Linked DNA regions of Anas platyrhynchos: region 1 is linked to region 2. A link is a contact called in public Hi-C data. All regions are on one chromosome and are shown on one strand. Each heading gives the region's core, a stretch centred on a gene start, on an enhancer-like site or on the middle of the called end of the contact. The rest is flanking DNA. Distances are from core to core; before and after follow the strand shown. Region 1 holds the start of APMAP (adipocyte plasma membrane associated protein). Region 2 holds the start of TTL (tubulin tyrosine ligase).

Evidence for each region. A called contact is a pair of places that touch in the nucleus more often than the background predicts.
Region 1: a Hi-C map of subcutaneous adipose tissue shows a contact between it and region 2, with 3 times the contacts expected there. The contact joins the promoter of APMAP here to the promoter of TTL in region 2. A contact is called at or near these places in 4 of 8 Hi-C or Micro-C datasets (liver, skeletal muscle and subcutaneous adipose tissue).

Annotation. Positions count from the first base shown.
Region 1 is chr3:15,544,831-15,549,575 of IASCAAS_PekinDuck_T2T, reverse strand. It overlaps APMAP (adipocyte plasma membrane associated protein), which reads right to left and starts at 3,482. Exons shown (of 9, transcript XM_027453550.3): 1 at 3,205-3,482; 2 at 270-386. The coding sequence starts at 3,296.
Region 2 is chr3:15,372,694-15,377,541 of IASCAAS_PekinDuck_T2T, reverse strand. TTL (tubulin tyrosine ligase) reads left to right here and starts at 1,713. Exons shown (of 7, transcript XM_027453543.3): 1 at 1,713-2,206. The coding sequence starts at 2,050.

The DNA.
Region 1 (4,745 bases), core at 2,233-4,732, 170 kb before region 2:
AAAAACATTTTGTAGATTAACGATCAAACAAAATAATTCAGTAAGTCCCCGATCAGTACACACAACCACACAGGATGACTCAGAAACAGACTGGGTATGTGAAGCAAGCCATGGCACTGGATAATACTGCAATCACTCCCGGATTTCTTAATCCAGTTGAAATCACTTTACACTGTGGACTCGTTTGTTTAAAAAAAAAAAAAAAAAGCAGAACACATACAAGTAGCTATGTGTCAGTATATTGCCTTCAAAACAAACCAACAACTTACCTTATAGGCTGGGGGTCTATAGGACAATCCAGCAGAACAGTTGCTCCAAGCAGGGGCACAGTTAGAGTTGCAGCCAAAGTCAAGAAGGTAACACGGAACACCTTGCTGCTGTAAGTGCTGCCAAGAACAGACAAGAAATAAGATTAACACGCTAAGCTGATTTAAGATCTAATATTTTTATGTATATTTAACAGCCTGTTTTCTTTACAAACAGAAGCACAAACACTTTTGCTCAAACACTGTCTCAAATACTGTCAAAGGTCCACTTTGACTGGGTTAATATAAGAGAAAGGGACATTTATCCAGCCTTAGCACAACAGCATACTATGGGAGTAGTATCACACACAGGTTTCACGTAGGCTACAAGTTACAGCTGACTGAAAACCAATATTTTATTTTTTTAAAAAACTTGAATTAAAGTTTTGGCATCAGTTTCTATCACGGCACAAAGTTAAACCTACACCTCTCAGAATCTTTCAAATAACAGAAATAAGCTAGGTATGAATTTTAGATGAAAAAGTTCAAGCAACTAATGCAACAAAGATCAGAGGAGATTAATTGAATCCTTCCCTGACTTAGCGAAAACTGGTTCAAAACTTGACCCTAACATGCAGAAGAAATTAAGCATCATCTATTTACTAACACACAGCAAAACAGCAAAAACTGTTTTTTTCATAGGAATTAAACATTTTGCTCTCAACAAGCTTAGAAGCCTCAATCAGGCATTTACAGAACCAAGCACAAAGCCACGGTCAATAAATCCTAGCCTTGAACTAGGAAAGCAGCTCCCACAATCTTAGCTACTCTCAAATATTCACTGGTGCAGCCAGCCAGTCTCTTTGCAGCATGAAACAAATGAAGGCCAACAGTGCCCGATCGCTCTGCATTAATCCTTGGACCACTTCCACTCAGCTGGTGAAGGACAGCACATCATCCAGGCAGAACAAACCAGGAACTACTGCCCAGAGCACAAATACCACAGCTGGAAAGCTAAAGGCATGTGCACGCAGTACTGGTGTCAGCCTCAAGGTAACCTTTGGGGTTACCTGCTGGGACAGAAAGCACAGAGCTAGGCCTAGACCTAGGCTTTGACGAGGCGACCACTCCGAGGATGCACCACCAGCAAACCCTGCTTGGGTCCTGCTCTCAGACATACTTATAAATCAATTTTATTTCTCACATTCAAGAGTGCAGCATCCCCTTCGTGCACTTCAGCAACGTTACAGCAGTCAGCCTGTCTCCATCCAAGATGACGTGAGCAGATACAGAAACTGCTTCAAATAAGCTTTCTCATCCACATTGACTGACCTCTCCGTAATTCCCTAGGGCCAGGCTGACCTTGCAATGAACCACCAGATTTCAGCACTATCTGTTCTAACACTACGTGTCTCGGGGAAGCAGCATTCCAGTCTTTTTCCCTTTGGATTTGGAAAGGAGAGAGTAGAAGAGATATGAGAGGGCCCCCAGGTTTATACAAAGACTTCAGCTGTCAGCCTTGCCCTTCCACTGTCCTTCAAAAGATGATGGCTCAATGCTGTGAGATTAAAAGTGCTGTCAGCAGTCACCTAAGCATCTTTGTGACAGCTGAGAACAGCTCACACAACAGGAAGCTAATAAAGATGAATAGGAACTCATCTGCGAAAGCCAACTTAATTAAAGCTCCTGAAAGCATGGTGTAAGTAAAGGTCATATTTCTGAGCCTCACTCAAACTTGCAAGGAATTGACAATAAAGGAAAGAAGCAGGAAGAATGAGGTGACGTGCAAAATCGCACTTCAAGCCTGCAAACTGCAAGACCTACTTTAGATCCTGCTGAAACCACAAGAATTTAAAGAAAAGCAAACAAACAACAGCAAACACTTGAGAAGTCAGATGCCGAGGATCACTGCAAAAGCAAGCAAACGGAACATACCCAATACCGAATACAGACAACTGTAAGTCAGGGACTGGTTGCTAGAAAGAAACGCTGAAGTTAGTTTACTAACACTGATAAACAAAACGGAGGTCCTTAGCTAATTGCGTCTCTGAAAATTAAACTCGCACGGACTCCAGCCACAGATCTCAAGGATACAACTTCCCAGGCTCCAGGTATAACAACAGTCAGTCAGTTGGCACTGAGAACCTAAGAAGAGAAGCTGTTGCACCAGCTCTTGAAGACAGCAGGCTGACAAGAAGACACTAGAGGTCACCACAACCAGCAACCCGGAGCTGCCTCATCCTCCTGAGGACCTGCTGGGGCGATGGATACTCTGGATCGCTGCTGGAGTCCTAGAAACACAACTGATTTGAGAAAAGTTAGCAAGGGAGGGTGAAGGCAGGAAGACATGCTAAGTGATGCTGGTGGAAAGGGGTCTGTGTGTGCAGGTCACCGCACAGCCAAAAGCGCCTCCCTCGGCCTGATGGCCCCGAAGGGCAGAGAGGAGAACCTGTGAGGTGCTCAAAGAGGAGACGCGGGGAGCCAGAGCGGTGCTCGTCATCACACAGGTCATTCAGCAGGGCCCAAACCCTGCTTTCTGATGGCAGCTACCACCTTGCTGTTACAGCCAAGCCAACTTTGAGCAAAATGCCTGCGCAGAAAGCTACAAGCAGAACTTTGAACCTCGCCGCAAGCAAACAACGCTTTCACAAGGGTATTACGAGAGTCCGAAACACACGCAGGCTGCTCGTTACACCACAGCCTCCTCCTGCAGCCCTTCCCAGACCCCAACCAAGGCGTTGCACGGTGCCCACACACCCACAAATACCGCACGGTCACCAGCATCGCTTCGCTAACCAAGCACGAGCACTACGAAAAAGAGGAGAAAAAAGGCCAAAAAAGGCCAGAAAACCCCCAAAGCAGCCACCCCTTAAGCCAATACTTTCCAGGGAGCCCAGCCCTGCACGAAGCCCTCGGAGGAGCCCGGGGCCGGTTCCCCCCCACCCCCTCGCAGCCCCACCTGCCCTCCTTGGCCTCCTGCGCCGGGCTGTCCTCGGTGATGACCTGCGGGCGGAGCGGCCGGCGCTGCCGCAGCCCCTCGGCCTCATTCATCCTCCCCGGCCCCAGCCCCCGGCCTCGGCCCCGGCCTTTGCCCGCCCCCGGGCCCGCCCAGCTCGGCTTCGGCGGCGCCTGCGTGCTCGGTAGCCCCGGGGCCGCTCTCCGGTGGCCACCCCGGGGGCTCCGGGAGGCTCCCGGTGAGGCTCCGGGCTCCCCAAGCGAGGCCCGGTCCCGGCTCAGCGCAGCCCCCCCCTCGGCTCAGCCCCCTCACGGAGCCCCCCCGTTATCCACCAGGGGGCACTGGGGCACCAAGCAGGAGGAAGAGGAGAGGGGAAGCTCCAAAAGTGGCTGAACAGCCCCAAATCCGCCCATCCAGGACGGAGCAGGGGCAAGCTCACTGCTATAAGCTTCTAAACTCACTTGGGAATAATTCCCCGTCCCGAATTTCCCATTTTTGAGGTGAAAATGAACATTTTGTACCAGCCTAGCTTAAAAGCAGAAGCTTGTTACTGAGATAAGTTGCTGTGGCGTTAGCTGGCTACAGAGGCAGCCCCTGATTATAATTGTGTTAGGCTGGAAAACAGTCTCCACTTTACCAATTCCCAAATAAATGGATCACCAGGGCACCTGCCTTGTTATCTAGCTCTTCCTGGAACTTGTAGGAGATGCTTCCCAGTGTGGAGTTGGGAAGCTTTCCAGAGGCAGCTGCTGGAGGTAACCCGAGCAGTGGCTAACGAGGATGTTCAGTGTCCGTCCCTGCAATACAGCTGTAGTGTCATCTGTGTGGTATGCTGGTGGTGAAACACAATCTTCCCTGCTCTTTCGTGGACAAGACATCCTGCAGAGGGTGTTCCTGGCATTTACAAGTGGCCTGTGGCTCCTGGAAACACATTTCTTCCCTCAGCTGCGGGACAGCTACACGCTCCTGCACAGCACTGCGTGTCTCACCTTCCCCACACACACCCCGTTGCGCAGGCTGTGCATGCTTCTATGAAAAACAAACAAAAACCCACAAGATTAGCAGCAGAACCATCCATACTAACTAACGGTAACTAATTGCTCCCCTTAATTGTTCTGTTTCCATTGCACAGGAAAATAATTGCAGAGCGCTGGGACTTCAGGATTTACATGAGACGTGCAGCTTTCAGGCACCAAGCGCTAATTCTTCCCCTTCTTCAGTTGTCATGCAGTTTTCTGGCAGCGACTCATTTCCTGTGAGCTACTGTTTCGAGAAAAGCAATAAAGTAAAGCAGCAATTTGGACTACGGGGTGACACATCATCATCTCAAACTCTTTTGTCTTTCTTCTTGACAGACTCAAATAAGCTGGAGAAGCAAAAGCAAACCCAAAGGAATAAATAAAACCCCAGATCCTTGAAGGGATGGAAGGTCAGACACCCGTGATACAAAGCCAACACATCACATAGAGAAAGATACTTTTAATGACAATTTGAATACAGAGATCACTCAAGGAACTTATTTTGGTCAAGGATAATAAATGTGT
Region 2 (4,848 bases), core at 464-2,963:
AAGCAAACCTCATCCTCAGTGAGACACATAATTTTGTGTATTATTTATGCCTCAAAGATTGGGTCAAATAACCATCCAAAATCCCTGGAAAAAAAAAGAGCAATTCCCTATGTACTGCCTTGCGCTCACCAGAGGCAGATCATCGCTCTTATATCAGCAAGTTGCAACACCCTGACATCAGTAACAGATCATAATATTCTTTCAGAAGTGCCACATGCAGAACACGTGTTTGGGATCCGTTTCAGAGTATTGCCCTAGCTACAGCAAGTATCTGAGGGAGATACACAACCTGGCAAGTGCCAGTTCAGGAAAACTTTCAATAAAGAAGGTTATTTTTTTTCTCCAGAGTGGGAGAAGGATGGGATTTAATGTCCTAATGTATTTCTCACCACCTTAGCCTTGTCAAAAGGAAGACAAGTGGGATCCCAAATGAGTGGGGTTGATGGTTTCCATTCCCACTCTGTCCATGCAGGAGCATACCCACAGGCCACTCCTCACACATAAGAGGTGTACATAAACTCACACACACAAAATAAAATGGTTTAATTCTAAATGGCACAGTTGAGGTAATATTGCTTTAAAACCCTTTTCGTTTTTTTCTTGGGGAGGTAAATTAAGCTCTGATTGTTCCAATTTTATATTCAGGAAAAACCTTTAAGCTTCAAAAAGACTGGATTCAGTATCCCAAGATTTGTGTCGGTAAGAATTAGCATCCCATTTAAACAACGTCCATGTCAGCATCCAGTCAAAGATGATACAAAATAGACAGTTCTTTTTCATTTGAATCTTGTTATCGCCCATTTGGCCTACAGTTGAGTGTTTTCTATGTTCCTTAGACTTTTAATAAAATTGGTCTTTTATGATAACAACTTGGAAACACTAATTGTTGTCACTGTCCATAAGGTGGAGAACATTTCATTAAGAACATTTTGCTCAATTTAGCAGAAGAAAAAGACGTAGGTGAGGAGCCGTTTTTAAAATGAGATTTCCCTGTCCTTGAGTCACGTATCGTCTCACGTTGTCAAAGACGAAAAAGCATGCTGGTCATCACCGATTTACCACACATTTCAGTTCCCTTCAGGAAAATACTGTTGATTTGTTGGAAGTGCATCATGATTTATAGCAACCAACACAAGCAGGCAGTGCTGATGGCGTTTCTCATATAGGGTCTGCAAGGAAACCGGGGCATTAACCAAATCAAGAACTCATATCTTTTTATTACTGAGAGGTTTGTTACGAGATCTGAACTCTCCAGGTTGTGAATTTGTGACATGAGATGGGTGCGGTTGGCTGCAGCCTTGTTTAAGAGGAAGACGGGAGCAATGGGTATAAGGAAAGACATTTTCAGTAAACAGAAAAAATCTAACTAGATAACAATGCTTGGGAAGGTTAAGTACAGGAAAACTGAAAGATGCCAAGAAGAAACACAGGATTTGAGGAGTGTGATGGACCCAGGACGAGTGTCGGTGTAAGAGCTCCCCATCCTCGCTGCCTCGCAGCTTGGGGCCAGCATCACCCCCAGAGGTGGCCAGGCCCTTTGTCGCTTGCCACCTTGCTCTGCCACCTGTTTTTCGTTCCCTTTCACCACGACCAGCCTCGATCTACCCTCAGCACCCCGATGCGGGCTAAGGAGCGCTGAGCAGCGCCATCTTCTCCCATCTGCAAAACCCGCTCTGCTTCCGGGTCGCCGCGGGGAAGGCGGTGCAGGGGCAGGGCCAGCACCCCCCTGTGTGTCCCCTTGTCCCTCCCTGTCCCCCCCCTACCCCACCCGGGGCCGATTTGGGGTCTCCCCGCCCCGCCGGCCGCGGGGCCCGGCGCGGTCCCTCCCCGCGATGAGCTCAGCCCGGCGGCGCGTAGGGGCGGGCGGCCCCGGCCATGCGGAGCCGGGACGGGAGGAGGAGGAGGAGGAGGTGGCGGTGCCGGTGGCCGAGCAGGGCCCTGCCTAAGCTGCGGCGGGGCCCCATGGGCCTGGGGAAGCCGGCGGGTCCCCGGGGTAGGGTAGGGTAAAGGGTCCGGGGGGGGGTGTTTTCCCCCGCCCGCCCCGCCGCCATGTACACCTTCGTGGTGCGGGACGAGAACAGCAGCGTCTACGCCGAGGTCTCCCGGCTGCTCCTGGCCAGCGGGCAGTGGAGGCGGCTCAGGAAGGACAACCCCCGCTTCAACCTGATGCTGGGCGAGAGGAACCGGCTCCCCTTCGGCAGGCTGGGTAAGGGCTGGCTCGGTGCTGCCGTGCCCGAGCAGGGTGCGGTGTTGTCGGGGGTCCCCCCCCCCCCCTTTACCCCCGGGTAGGGTGAGCCCCATGGGGTCCCCCATAGCCTGTGGGGCATCGCCTGGCTGTGCCCTGCTGTCTTCTGGTGCCTTGGGCAGTGGCTGCAGCCCCTCGGGGACAGCTGGCCCCAGACAGCGGGCTCCTTGCCGCAGGGACCCCGCAGCCGCCCCGACCCCAACCCCAACCCCAACCCCAACCCCAACCCGCATCGCCAGGAACAAAGGGGCAGCAGCGGGGGGCTCCCCACAGCCCCTTGCAGCCCTGGAACAGGCTCTGTCCCGAAACCGGCACAGCCCAAAAATGAACAGCCCCTGCTGCCCCTCACCAGGCCTCGAAGGATGGAAGGATCGCCCTCCAGGACAGCATCTGCAGTGCCCCCCAAAATACCCAGCCCAGCCTGGGGAGTGGGATGCTGGCATTGGGGGCTCGCACCCCGCAGCGGGACGCTCCCTTTGTTTGGCTCCCCGCGTGTTCAGGACGCTGGCCTCAGGGTCCCCGCCGTCCCCAGGGCTGTCTAGTGGGGTCACGACACCCCCACTTCTCAGCCTGCCTGCAGAAAAACACTTGAGGCTTTTTTTTTTTTTGCTGCTGCTCTGCAGGGTCTTGGCGAGGGTGACAGCACGTCTGGTGCCTGCTTGGGGGGCAGGGGGAGAGTTGTCGGGGAGGCTGTGTGCGTGCAATGCCAGGCCACCCCCCTTTTCTTCTCCCCTGCTGCTCATCCCCTTCTGCCAGCATGCGTGGCCGTGGCCGAGCAAGCTCTGGGAGCTTCCTTGTGTGGGTTTGTCCCCTGCCAGCCCTGCTGCTCGTCCCCTACCCCACCAGACAGGGCCGTGTGCTGCCCACGAGCAGGCAGAGCCCCGCCAGGCGCTGGCAGCGTTGTGGGGTGCGGCGGGGAGCAGAGATGCACTGTCATTGCCCGTGGCTGGTGGGTGTCCGTGCAGAGTGACAGCTGCTGGGCTGGCCCCGTGCTGCCTCCTGTCCCCAGCGTGTCGGAGCAGGTTTGGGGTGACCCCAGCACCGCAGCGCTTTTCCCTTCTGCAGTCCCCCCTGTGTGTGCCCGAGGGCTGGCAGGACCCTCCTGGCCTCCCTCCCTCTGCTTGGCCTCAGTTTCCTCCATCCTGGGGTGATTTTGCAGCAGTGCTTCTGGCTGCAGAAACACCAGAGCAAGGAGAAGCCCCCCAGCCCCGGCCCCTTTCATGCAGATCAAGCCTGGCACCACTTGATCACCCCTGCGCTGTCAGATCGGTAAGTCAGCAGCTCCAGCACCACCCCCCCTGTCTCCACACACACACACACACAAACGCTTGTGACTGGAAAGTCCCCGACACATGGCAGTGCCATCTGGTCACCTCCCAGTGCTGGGGTGTTTGCAGGAGGCAGGGGAACCCTGGGAGAGGCTCGAGCAGTGAGGATGCTCACACGTGCTGCAGCCAGCAAAGAACAGGACAGCGTGCCCAGCTCAGGGCAACCTCTTCCTAACCCCTTCCACCCTAGAGAAGAACCCTGGGATGATGGAAAGGCTTCAGCAGGTCCTTCAGTATGTCGTATGACAGGGTACCTACAATTTTTTTCTTAGAGAGGGACCAACCTTTAGCACTGACTTCTGTAACCCATCCTCTTATAGCAGGAGCTGGTTGCCTGAAATCAGTAGATTAAGACCAAAAAAAAAAAAAAAAAAAAGTTATTTTGGTACATCTTCCAAAAATCTCTGCCTTCTCTGGAATCTCTTCCTGAAGCTGTCCCTCTGAGCAGCTGTTGCACGCAGGCTGGCTGGGTTGGGTTCTCCTAAAGGCTCTGCTTGAAACAGGCACTGTTTTGGGGAGTTGTAGGGCAGTGCCTTCCAAAGGGCTGAGCCGGATCGTGTGTCATGGGGGAGCCACTGCTGCTGGTGGGCCACAAGCACTCCTGCTGCACTCGCTGGTTTCCTGCTCCTTGGGCTGATTGTGCCTTTAGGCGGTGAGTGTTGGCATCAAAGCCTGTATCTTATGCAAAAGCAGCTTGTGCTAAGGGGAGACAAAGAAGGAGCAGGCTGCAGAGGCCTGACAGAGCAGAAGATGCTGGGCTCTGCTGGCCACTGGAGGATCACCGGTTCACTCAGTGCCTTGACAGCTTTTTGATCCCATTAAATGCACAGAGCAGACCTCAGTGTGCACAAGAACCCGTTCCCTTTCCCTCCTTGCTGGCCACCAGCCCCCACGGCACAGGCCACTGCTCCAGAGATGCTCAGCAAACCAACAGGGGCACCACCTCGGATGCCCTGGGAAGCAAGCAAAATCAGTAAGCTGGAAACAGGAGGAAATCTGAGAGCTTATACTAATTTCTTTCAGTAAATTGGTGCGTGGCAGTGCTGACTGTACCTGGCTTTACAGATCTTTCAGCTGTTTTTCATACTTAAAGATCTGTGAATAAAATAATGAGCCAGGTCAAGGCCGTGGTTTTGGGGTTGAAATAGATATTCACTGTCTGTGATCTCGCAGCTGTCTGGTCTTTAGGTTCATGTTTGCTCTGGACCTTTTTTTCCAGGCAATTACTGCAGAGGGCAACTAAAGCTCTGAATGCTGTTTCAGGGTCTAAATAAC